3 separate regions of the Mus musculus genome follow, and regions 1 and 3 are each linked to region 2. Evidence: chromatin contacts called from public promoter capture Hi-C data. All regions are on one chromosome and are shown on one strand. The core of a region is the stretch at or near the end of the contact, and the rest is flanking DNA. Distances in the headings are between cores, read along the strand shown.

Evidence for each region. Promoter capture Hi-C pulls out the DNA fragments that hold promoters and counts their contacts.
Region 1: a promoter capture Hi-C map of hippocampal neurons shows a contact between it and region 2, with 2.6 times the contacts expected there. The contact joins two enhancer-like sites. A contact is called at or near these places in 1 of 39 promoter capture datasets (hippocampal neurons) and 1 of 484 Hi-C or Micro-C datasets (cerebral cortex).
Region 3: a contact with region 2 is called in a promoter capture Hi-C map of hippocampal neurons, with 3 times the contacts expected there. The contact joins two enhancer-like sites. A contact is called at or near these places in 1 of 39 promoter capture datasets (hippocampal neurons) and 1 of 484 Hi-C or Micro-C datasets (cortical neurons).

The regions. Positions count from the first base shown.
Region 1 is chr11:25,312,939-25,316,265 of GRCm38.p6, forward strand. The region is part of intron 1 of Gm12069 (predicted gene 12069); the gene reads left to right. Among named protein-coding and RNA genes, the nearest start is that of 4933427E13Rik, 12 kb to the right of the region's middle. Within about 2 kb of position 1,568, at least 14 of the 459 cell types and tissues checked have an H3K27ac peak or open chromatin away from gene starts, as enhancers often do. A contact at or near this core is called in hippocampal neurons, where this site is marked.
Region 2 is chr11:25,714,646-25,717,871 of GRCm38.p6, forward strand. The region is part of intron 2 of 5730522E02Rik (RIKEN cDNA 5730522E02 gene); the gene reads right to left. Among named protein-coding and RNA genes, the nearest start is that of Gm23514, 31 kb to the left of the region's middle. Within about 2 kb of position 1,271, at least 21 of the 459 cell types and tissues checked have an H3K27ac peak or open chromatin away from gene starts, as enhancers often do. A contact at or near this core is called in cortical neurons and hippocampal neurons, where this site is marked.
Region 3 is chr11:26,072,192-26,075,438 of GRCm38.p6, forward strand. The region is part of intron 1 of 5730522E02Rik (RIKEN cDNA 5730522E02 gene); the gene reads right to left. Among named protein-coding and RNA genes, the nearest start is that of Mir6372, 130 kb to the right of the region's middle. Within about 2 kb of position 1,915, at least 11 of the 459 cell types and tissues checked have an H3K27ac peak or open chromatin away from gene starts, as enhancers often do. A contact at or near this core is called in cortical neurons and hippocampal neurons, where this site is marked.

The DNA.
Region 1 (3,327 bases), core at 318-2,817, 400 kb before region 2:
TAGTAGAGGCACAGTCAGGGTTTTTGCTTTGCAGATATACCCCTAGGGATTAGATTAACCTGCAAGAATCTTCTGATGTAACTCAAAGCAGGTTTCAGTCCATGGTGCAAACACACACACACATACACAGTTCTGAAGGGTGAAAAGGCAGGTTCTGGGGACAGAAGGTTGGATTCTAAAGGACCAGAAGGGACATCTGCTTTTCCAGACAGCCTTGTCTTCTCCAGATAAAGATGACAAGTAAAAGTGCCTGTAAGCACACTTCACAGTCACTGAGTTATGGCAAGGCATCTATCACTAGGACCCCTTCCCCCCCCCCCCCCCCCCCCGCCTGTCTGACCTGGTAGGGCTATAAGGAAAGCACTTCTCACTTCCTTAACTTTAGGAGAGAGAGAGAAAAAGGCACCTCCTTTTACTCTCTGCTTCCTGAATAAAGGATTAGTATTATTTTTCCTTCCTCCAGTGAACTCCCTTGCCCTTCATCCTCAGTAGATTGTCTGGCTTTGTGTTTCTCTGCCAAGATGTCACTGCTGAACAAATCACAGGCCTTACTGCTGCCCAGTTCACGCTGCGATGACTTTGTATTCAGAATCGCTTGAGGTCATCTCAATGGGAGTAATGGGTAAGAATGAGAATTTACCCCCAACTTGAATTAAAATAACTTCCAAGTACTTCCTAGAGCAGGAACAAAGATGAAACGAGCCCCCAAATTATGGGAGCATTTGAAATAACAAGGCAAGGTTGTCCTTTGAAATGTACTCAGCCACATTTGTTTGCCTTTAGTCAAATCACCTTAATCAAGGACATTGGGCTATAGGAACAAATGGTTAAAGCTTGTGGAAGGAAACTGGCCAATTTGCCTTTCTTTCTTTCTTTCTTTCTTTCTTTCTTTCTTTCTTTCTTTCTTTCTTTCTTTCTTTCTTTCTCTCTTACTTATCTTTTTACATTATTATTATTTTATTTAACTTTAGCTAGAATGCCCAGTAGGAGTGCAGGCTGAAGGATAGGCTATCTTTTGAACTGAAGACATCACAGGAAACTAGGAGACTCCAAATTGCTAACCTGAGGCCGGAGCAAAAACTTTTTTTCCCTGTAGAAGGGACTGCTCCCCCACCCCCTTCATCGGACGGCATCCCAAGTGCTGCCAGATTGCAACGGTCTTTGTTCCTGCAGCCAAGCCTTATAGCTGGCTCACACTCTGCCACGCTCATAACCTCACACTAGGAAAAAAGATTACAAAGAGGGGCAAACACCCTAGAGGGTTCCCCTTTATCAGAGCCTTCCCTGTCAGTGGGCTCCTCATTTCCCGAGCCCTCGTCTGATTATTAGTGTACTGACGGAATAAAAATAACCTCATATTCCTACATGAATCATAAATAAAACCCTTTTATTTCATCAAAGAGGTTGGCAGGTTTATAGTCCTTTGCAATGCAGGCAGCATGTGAATGACATACCTTTAATTTTGCTGACAAGCTCATCGGGGTTCGAATGAAAAAGGAGTGGAAAGTGGGGAACTTCGAAAATGGTTGTGCAGGAGCTTTTTGGTAAGGGGAAATATTTCACCTTGCCCCTGTAATCAGAGAACCAAGTGATCCTGGTAATGAACTCTTCCATTATAGCCCACTTCTGACTCCCGAAACTGCCAAAGCAACGATACCACTGTGATTATCGCAGATGTCACAAACAGAAGCAACCAGAAAGGAAAGAAAGAAGGGAGAAAGGAAATAGAAAAAGAAATAGTATGCTGAGAAGAGAAGACTATAGGAAGCTTTGCCACAGATCATCAAATAAGAAAACACGGCTGAACCAAGAAAGGAAACGGTTCCACCCCCTCACACCTGCTCTGGCCCATTCCTGTGCCGTCTGCGTGATGAGTCTGCAGACGCTCTCAGGTTTCTTCATCTGGACAAGCACAGAACTCCGGGTTGAACACCCACCAGCTCTCTGGCTTTGGTTTTTGTTAGATATGATGTAAGATTTTTGAAATCTTTTCAAGGAAAACCAACAGGAACATTCAGCCACTGACTTTAGAACGCGTGCTTACTATTTTCCCACCGGAGAAGAAGGGAATCAGAGGATGGGGGGAAGTGCGAGGTATTGGGTTCACAAATAACTGGCAGCACTTACCAAGAAAAAAAAAATACTTTTGAAACAAACTTTGGAGGTCAGGAGTCTACATAAGAAAAGTAACATAAAGGAAAAATATAAAAGATTTTAAAAAGTTAATTACTAAAAGAGTGAAGTCTTTACTTTCTTATGAACCCTTACTGGTGAATCAGAAACAGTATATTAAGGGGTGAGAGCTATTAAGCATTCTGGCTTGGCAGTTCCCACTTAGCTTCAGATTTGATTTTACTGTCAAATTTAAGTGTGTCTCCAATTCTCCACACTTTGCCAGCAATGACAGTTGCTATCACTGATGTTCAGGCCTCACCGCATAAAACTCAGGTCAAACATGGCCAGGCCAGAGGCCTTCATTAAGTCAGGTAAAGAGGACAAAAGAAAAATTGTCATCCTTTTTCATTTTCAAGTGAACTGTAACAGGCACACGTTAGTCTAACTATAGTTTTCAGCGAAACTAAAATCTTGCTAGCCTTGGGGTTTTGACAGGCATCAGAAGCAGGACAAGGATAACTTGGGGACCTTGCACACTCCAGAGGCTCTGGGTGTCCTATGTGGTCACAAATCTCATCCTCCCATTGCTGCTTATAATCCCCCAACCCAGAAGTCTGGATGGTTGAAGTTATTGTCTCATGCTGCCCGTCACTTTCAAATGCATGCATGTGCCTACTTCTGCTAAGGAGAGTTCTTAAGTGGGGACACTACGCTCTAATGAGGCTGGACATCATGCTAATGATGTCACAAAGGAGATTTGCAGCAGTAGCCCAGATCTCTCAAGATGAGTAGTGTAAGTGGGTGTAGGTGTAGATGCTTACAATTGTGATAATTAGATGGCTGAGGCTGATGGATAATTGCAGTTCTAGTCAACCTGGACTACAGAAGAAGACTCCCTTTGGAAAAAAAATAGTAATAAAAGGAAGAAGAAGAGAAGGAAAAGAAGAAGGGGAGGAAGAAAGGAATGTCTGTCCTGAGAATTAAGGATAGTTGGCGGGCTATGAGTGCTAAGGGCAAAGGGGATGTTAACTGTACATCTAGTCAAAGGGGACACAAAGACACGTCTACAGTAGCAGGGCAGTACAATGCTCTTAACTCTCTAGGTGAACATGGAGATGTTTGCACTGTAGCCAAGAAAACCTAGCTGGAAACTGTCATAGCTCACATGGGCTCAGAGCTGTGTGAAGAAGCACCAGTCAGTACAAGGATGGA
Region 2 (3,226 bases), core at 21-2,520:
ACATTCTTTCTATTGAGATGTCAGAATATAATTGCTGGTTTGCAGCAAGGTTACTGGATAGGCTCTAAAATGCATTTCAAATGAATATCAAAGGGACTAAAAGAAATGCAGTTAACAGCTGCTATAGTTGAGGTGGGTTCTCGTTTTATTGCAAATAATAATAACACTTATACAAGCCTCATTCAAATCAGCTACATGTTCATGATACAGCACCTTTCTTTATAGCATTCAACCCAGAAGTAACAAAAGACACAGGGCTCAAATTAAATAAAACCAAACAGAAAAGGAGTGGACAATTCAACTTATCAGAGGGGAGAGGCATTCCTTAGAGAGAAAACTAAAGATTTAGTCCAACTCAATTCCTCCTCAACATTTTATAACTAGGGGATTGCTATCATTCCAGTCTCCAGAGACCTGAAGGAGGCAGAGTTACTCAGACCCTTACTCAAACTATGGTCCCTAGGAGAAATAGGAAAGATGTTCAGTTTGAAGGTAATTTTTTACCCTCTTCTATAGCCAAAAACCAGGTGTCTTTAGTTTTCTCATATGATTTGTAGGTTGCTGATGCATTTTAGGAAAAGAAAGCAGACCTGGCTATTGAACTGGTCTGCAAAGACTGGCCCTAAACCAGTTTAAGATTACCGTTCATTTGCTCAATACATATTAAACAAATTCAAAGAGGCATGTTCATATCTATTGTTGCTCCTTTCTCTTCTGTCCCCTTTTGAGCACAATGGTATATAGCCAAGTTTGTCCTCATGTGACTAAAATGCTCATAGATTTTGTCACTGACAGGAGCCACCGGCTCATTTATCCTTTATGAGTTAACACAATCATATAAGCACATGAATGCAACTCTATCCCACATGCATCTCATACATGAAAAATATTTATTATTGCTTCCATGTTATGGTACAGACAGATATCCTGAATACAGGGAGGGTTCTTTGAACAGAGCAAGAGCAAATGATGCCTGTCCCCATGTGTGGTTATTCTATAATCTCAGGTAGAAGCCTGCAGCTGAGCCCTCTAGTGGGGTTCTCCATGGTTTTCTTCATTTATGCTAGTAGCACTTTCGAATTGGAGAGCTATGGGGTGAAAAGTCAGCTCACAGATAAATACCCTTAATGTATGATACCCACAGTGATGAGCTTGCTTTTTCTCTTGCTCTCTTCTCTCACAAAGATAACAAACAGAGAGGAAAGCGTGGCACATGGGCAAGTGGAGTTAAAATGTACTGCACGTTACTAATCCTAACATAACATTGGCAGCTTGCATCATCCCCCTGCCAAACCCAAATTAACACACTGCCTCACTGGAGGCAAAGGCTGTAGCTATATTTATAGCTCAATTAACAAGTTTCATAACTAAACCTCCAGAAGTCCTAGGCAATCCTGACAAATGTTATGCATCTTAACACCATGGTGACCCTGCCAGAATGCCACCATCTCCTCACAAGGAACAGCGCCTGCTATCACCTCTCGAGAACAATGAGGATTGGCACTGGCCCATTGGATAAAGGGAGGCTGGCTGGGCAACTTGGCTCCTGTCAGGGGTACATTTCCTCACAACTCCTAAACCAACACACATACTGTGGATTCAAGCAGGTGGCTAATTCTTCCCTTTGCAGACGATGGAAATGCTGTCTCCTCAGGAGCCAATGGCTGAGCAAATGTCTGCCATCTTATGACTCAGGAGCCTCAGTTCCTCCAGGAACAGGATAACACACACAGAGCACGTCATTTGGAGGATACAGTTTTTCAAAACAAGATGAAAATCTCACCAAAATTTTTGGAGCAGGTTATTTTTGCTTAAGGTAGAAGAGTCTCGGGGTATTTTTGTTATTTGAGAGAAAATACCGAAAAGCTACTAGCACAGAATAAAGGTGGTTAAGTCAAAGAGAGGGGCTGTCACTGGGCTTACTGAAGTAAGACCAAGATAATTCTTCCATCTTTCATTTCTTCCTGCTTCTCAAATAAGTTTTGATACAGAGAAGCTTTGACCACACCACAAAGAAAGGTCCAAACATCTTTGGGTGGGTCACAAACAGTCCAGATTATCGCTGACCATCACCTTATCTCCTATACCCAAGACCCAAGCTTTTCAGTCAGGTGTGATGCTCATTCTTTGCCAGACTGTCTTCCACCACTCAGCCAGAACAACAACATCTTACCAATATAAGATGTCCATTCTAGCAGGTGGCTCATTCATTCTTCCATTCATTCTTCTGTGGATAATGGAAATGGGGATACTTGGGAGACCTTGATAGGAACCAATAGACTCCTGTCTCTTAAAACGACGCATTTTTGGGAACAAAATAATACAACTGCTTCCATGAAGGAGGCATGCTAAAACTGTCTTGAAAAGATTGATGGGGATGCAGGAAACATTTGGAGTGTGCCTCAAGGGCAGTAGAATTTCATTTCCTGAGTAGGAGACAGAGGGCACCAAACACAGAAAGAACTGGCTAGTCAAAGTCCCAGAGCTGTGAGAGTTCAGAGCTCAGAACTCAGAACTCAGGACACAAACTATTTCAGTTCACAGAAGAAATCACACGGGAAGTGTGGCTAGATGGCAGGATGTACCTGATGTACCTGAGAAGGTAGCACCTGGTTGTTGTTGTTGTTTGTTTGTTTGTTTGTTTGTTTGTTTGTTTTAAATGCTGGTCCTCACACACTATCTGAAAATTTTAGATGTTGTTCTACTAGAGAGAGACAGACAGACAGACAGACAGAGACTGACAGAGACAGGGACAGACAGACAGACAAACACAGAGAGAGAAAGAGAGAGAGAGAGAGAGAGAGAGAGAGAGAGAGACTACTAAAGTTCTCAAACATGGAGTAGCAGGAAAAAAGATGTTACTGAAAGGCACTGTGACACTGTGACCTCATAGTTGAGAATGGCCAGCATGATGATAATTCAGGAGTTTGCTACAGCAACTCGTGGAAGAAACAGCAGGAGCATAGGAGAAGTCAAAACTGTATTTCTCTTAGGAGAAATCTATGTAACAGAAACTTCTAGAATTATTAACAAATGAGGTAATAAAAAGGGAGATAAGAGTCAAGTACCAACCCAAGCTTCCTGGCTTGAGATAGCTAGCTGGCATTGGTATTGAGGAAAGGACAGAAGACACAATTCCTAGTAGCAAATTTGCTGAATTGTTAGCCTCATGGTCCATATCAATCATTTGTAACAAAAGTTTAGAAAAATAAAGGCAATACAAGTA
Region 3 (3,247 bases), core at 665-3,164, 360 kb after region 2:
GCATGCTCAGCCCATTTCTCAGTGTCCTCCCTGCCTTGTTATTAAATGAGTCATACATGCAAGGAGAGCAGAGTGGGGAGGCAGCACAGCTCTGGAGCTCTTGCAAGCCCTCGCCTCTCCTCTCCTTCCCCTCCATTCATTAAGACCCTTTCAAGCACATGGCTGCAGCAGATGTCCCTGAGAGAACATTTTGTTTCCCCCCTGCATCTCGGCTCAAACACCTGGGCTCTGACATGACGTCCAGTGGAGGCTATTTTCTTTTTCCTTTTTTAAACTTTCCTTTTATTTGGTTTGCATACAAGGCTAATAATGAGGTTTAAAAAACTATACACAATCAGTATACAATTACACTCATCGGGAGCCTGACATGTAATTTCTGATAAACCCATATAACTATGAACAGCAAAAGGAACCACAGAGCGCACACAATGTGTGGGGTCATCAGAATACAATGCCAACACAATCTCTGCGTCATGTCTTGTTGCATAGTATTAATCAGTGCAAACATTGTTTGGGAAATGAGAGGGGAGAGAAAGAGCAGTTTCCCAGCTGCTAGTGCTTTGCCATCAAATGTGATCGGCAGTTCCATCTCACAGAACTTCACTAAGAGCCTTGGACCAAGGAATAACTCTTGATGAGCTTGCATAAGCTGTAATGCAATAAATATGAGATCCTTCTTCACAGATGCAACCACCTTGGTCATTTCACAAAAGACATTTCTTGGGTTATTTCCATAATCCCCCATATTTATGAAATATACTTAAACCTTTCACAGCTACAGTTGGAGGGCATTGAGTGTCCATATAAGCTAAATGATTGGTGTTATTGGATCATCAAATGATACAATTTTGATATTCAGTTCCTACACATTGAATCATGATTATTTCCCTTTTGCTGTTTCGGTAAAGAATTCGACAAGGTTTCATTTAGAAAGAATTATCCTGGCCCACAATATATCAGCTCAGGTCACTAAGAAGCACAACGCAATAATATTGTCAATACTATTGATATGTCTCAGGAAAAGTGAGACTGGAAAATGCAGAAATGTCACCAGCTTTGTCTTACCTTCATTTTAATAGCGTGTAGCCTGACCTGTATGGGAGGGGTTGACTACTTCAATTAGGTTTACACTATTTTCAATAGGCCCTCAAATGAGTGCATTTAGCTGGAAAGCATTTCCTGGCTTTATTATTACTGTTGTCATCCTTAAAATGCATTCTATTTATTTTTTTAATTCACCAGGAGGGGTGGAGGAATATGGGAACAATAAAGAAAACGAGCCTGTAACATGCCCTTGGGGACCAATAGTAAAGGGAAAAGAATCACAGGGGAAGAGAGATGGCAGATGAAAATGAAAGACGTATCTTATTAGATCATCATAATTAAGAAGTAATAGGTATTCATAAAGAAGCCCAAGACCAAAGTCCTAAAGATGTCCTCAGTAGCAAAAGCAAATGTTGGCTAATAAGAAGTAATCAACAAATAATCTACATTAAAAAGCCATCGGAACCACAGGAAAATGAGAGGGCAGAGACCTGCCTTGTTGCCGTCTCCCCCCTGCCATAGTGCACTGTGGGCAGACCTAAACTGAAATTAACTTCCACAACACAACACTTCAGGCAAACACAGGTAAACAGCTTGTACCCCACGCCTTGGTACCTGTGGCTTATCATGGGATAGCCTAGGATTCAAAACCCTGAGATTACAGTTGCTGCCAGAGGACCAGGGGGATCAGGACTCATGAGGAGACTGACCCCACATCATGCATTTTGGCAGAAAACAGGAATTAATTGGATAGATTTTTCCTGTAGTTCCTGTGTTTTAAGTTAGCTGGACCTCTGAGCACTGAGGAGACAAGACTGAAGGGAAAGAGGACTACGTTTGGTCCTTGGACACCCCCTAGTGTCTATGTGAGCATGAACACGGCCAGCAGGCACGTTCTTTGCCTCTCTGTTGTACTGAACAGAATGCAAAGCTGAGACAGAAGTCCCTGGATGCCACAGGATTGGAAATCTGCTCTCTGGGTGGAATTCCGATGTCGAAGCCTCAGCTCAGTTCAGATACTTCCCAGAGTTCCCATTTAGTAACAATTTCTTCAGTGTGTTAAGAATCTGTCTCAAGAAAATATGGAAAATTATACCTGCAGCCAGAAAGGGGCCTATAATTTGTTTCCAAATTCTTTTTAAGAGATAGATCTCAGAGTTAATATAGTGATTGCAAAATGAAAAGGAGAGATGGAGGGAAAGCAATCTCTTCGGGAGGACCTCTGGCAGTCTGTCTTTATATAGATACCTTGGGAGCCTTTGCAGAAGCACTGTGATGTATTTATGTCTGCCCCTGTGATTGGATGTGAAGTCTGAATAAAGCCCGGGAAGATGGCTGGCCACTTCTCACAGTCAGCGGTTCTCCATGCGAGATTTCATTTGTGTGATGAAGATATAATTTAAAAGTGGCTCAGAAACGCTTTAGTATAAGTGCCTTTGAAGGTTCCTGTACAAATCATGTATGACTCCCTTTCCATCTAAGTAAATTAATTTTTGGTATCCTGTGGTTGGTTATCTATAGGGCTAGGCTTTCTCTGTTAACGTATTGTTGAAGTTATGAATTATTACCATAGGTTTCATCCACACTCATCTTAAAAGTGTAAAGAAGTCAAGTGTTATTCTATATAGCTCTCGCAAATGACCCTGCCCACCTCCCAGAACTCTCCACAGTTTGGGGGAAAGCATTCCATATATGAGTTAATGAGAATCCAGACTGCATTTTCCTACTTTTTCTAGCATTTTCTAACAACTGGTTGAGGAAAGCAACCAGTCCTTCTATTGAACACTGAAGACTATATTATCACAGCGAAGGGAACTTTTTCTTGCTGCATCTGGGATCTATCACCCAGACTAGATCTAGATCATAGCATTTTAGAGATGAGCATCCTTAGAGAGCATTACATTGAAGACTGTCAGAAAGGGAGATGTCAAGACAGCTTGGCCTAGTCCACAACCACCCTAAATCTGTGAATGGAACACTGTCATTTTTTTTATTTTATTTTTATTTTTTAATTCCTTCACAGGAAATGCTATTGCCTTAAATACCAAACAAAGATAGCCATGTTTCTGGTTAAATCCCACACAAAATAAACTTATTTGAAAAAGGAATCTTGGCATATGAATACAAAACGTATATAATTTTCTTGATCTTTAATCCCTATGCCAATGTCTGTTTTAGAGATTATGGCCCCTAACAAATCTGC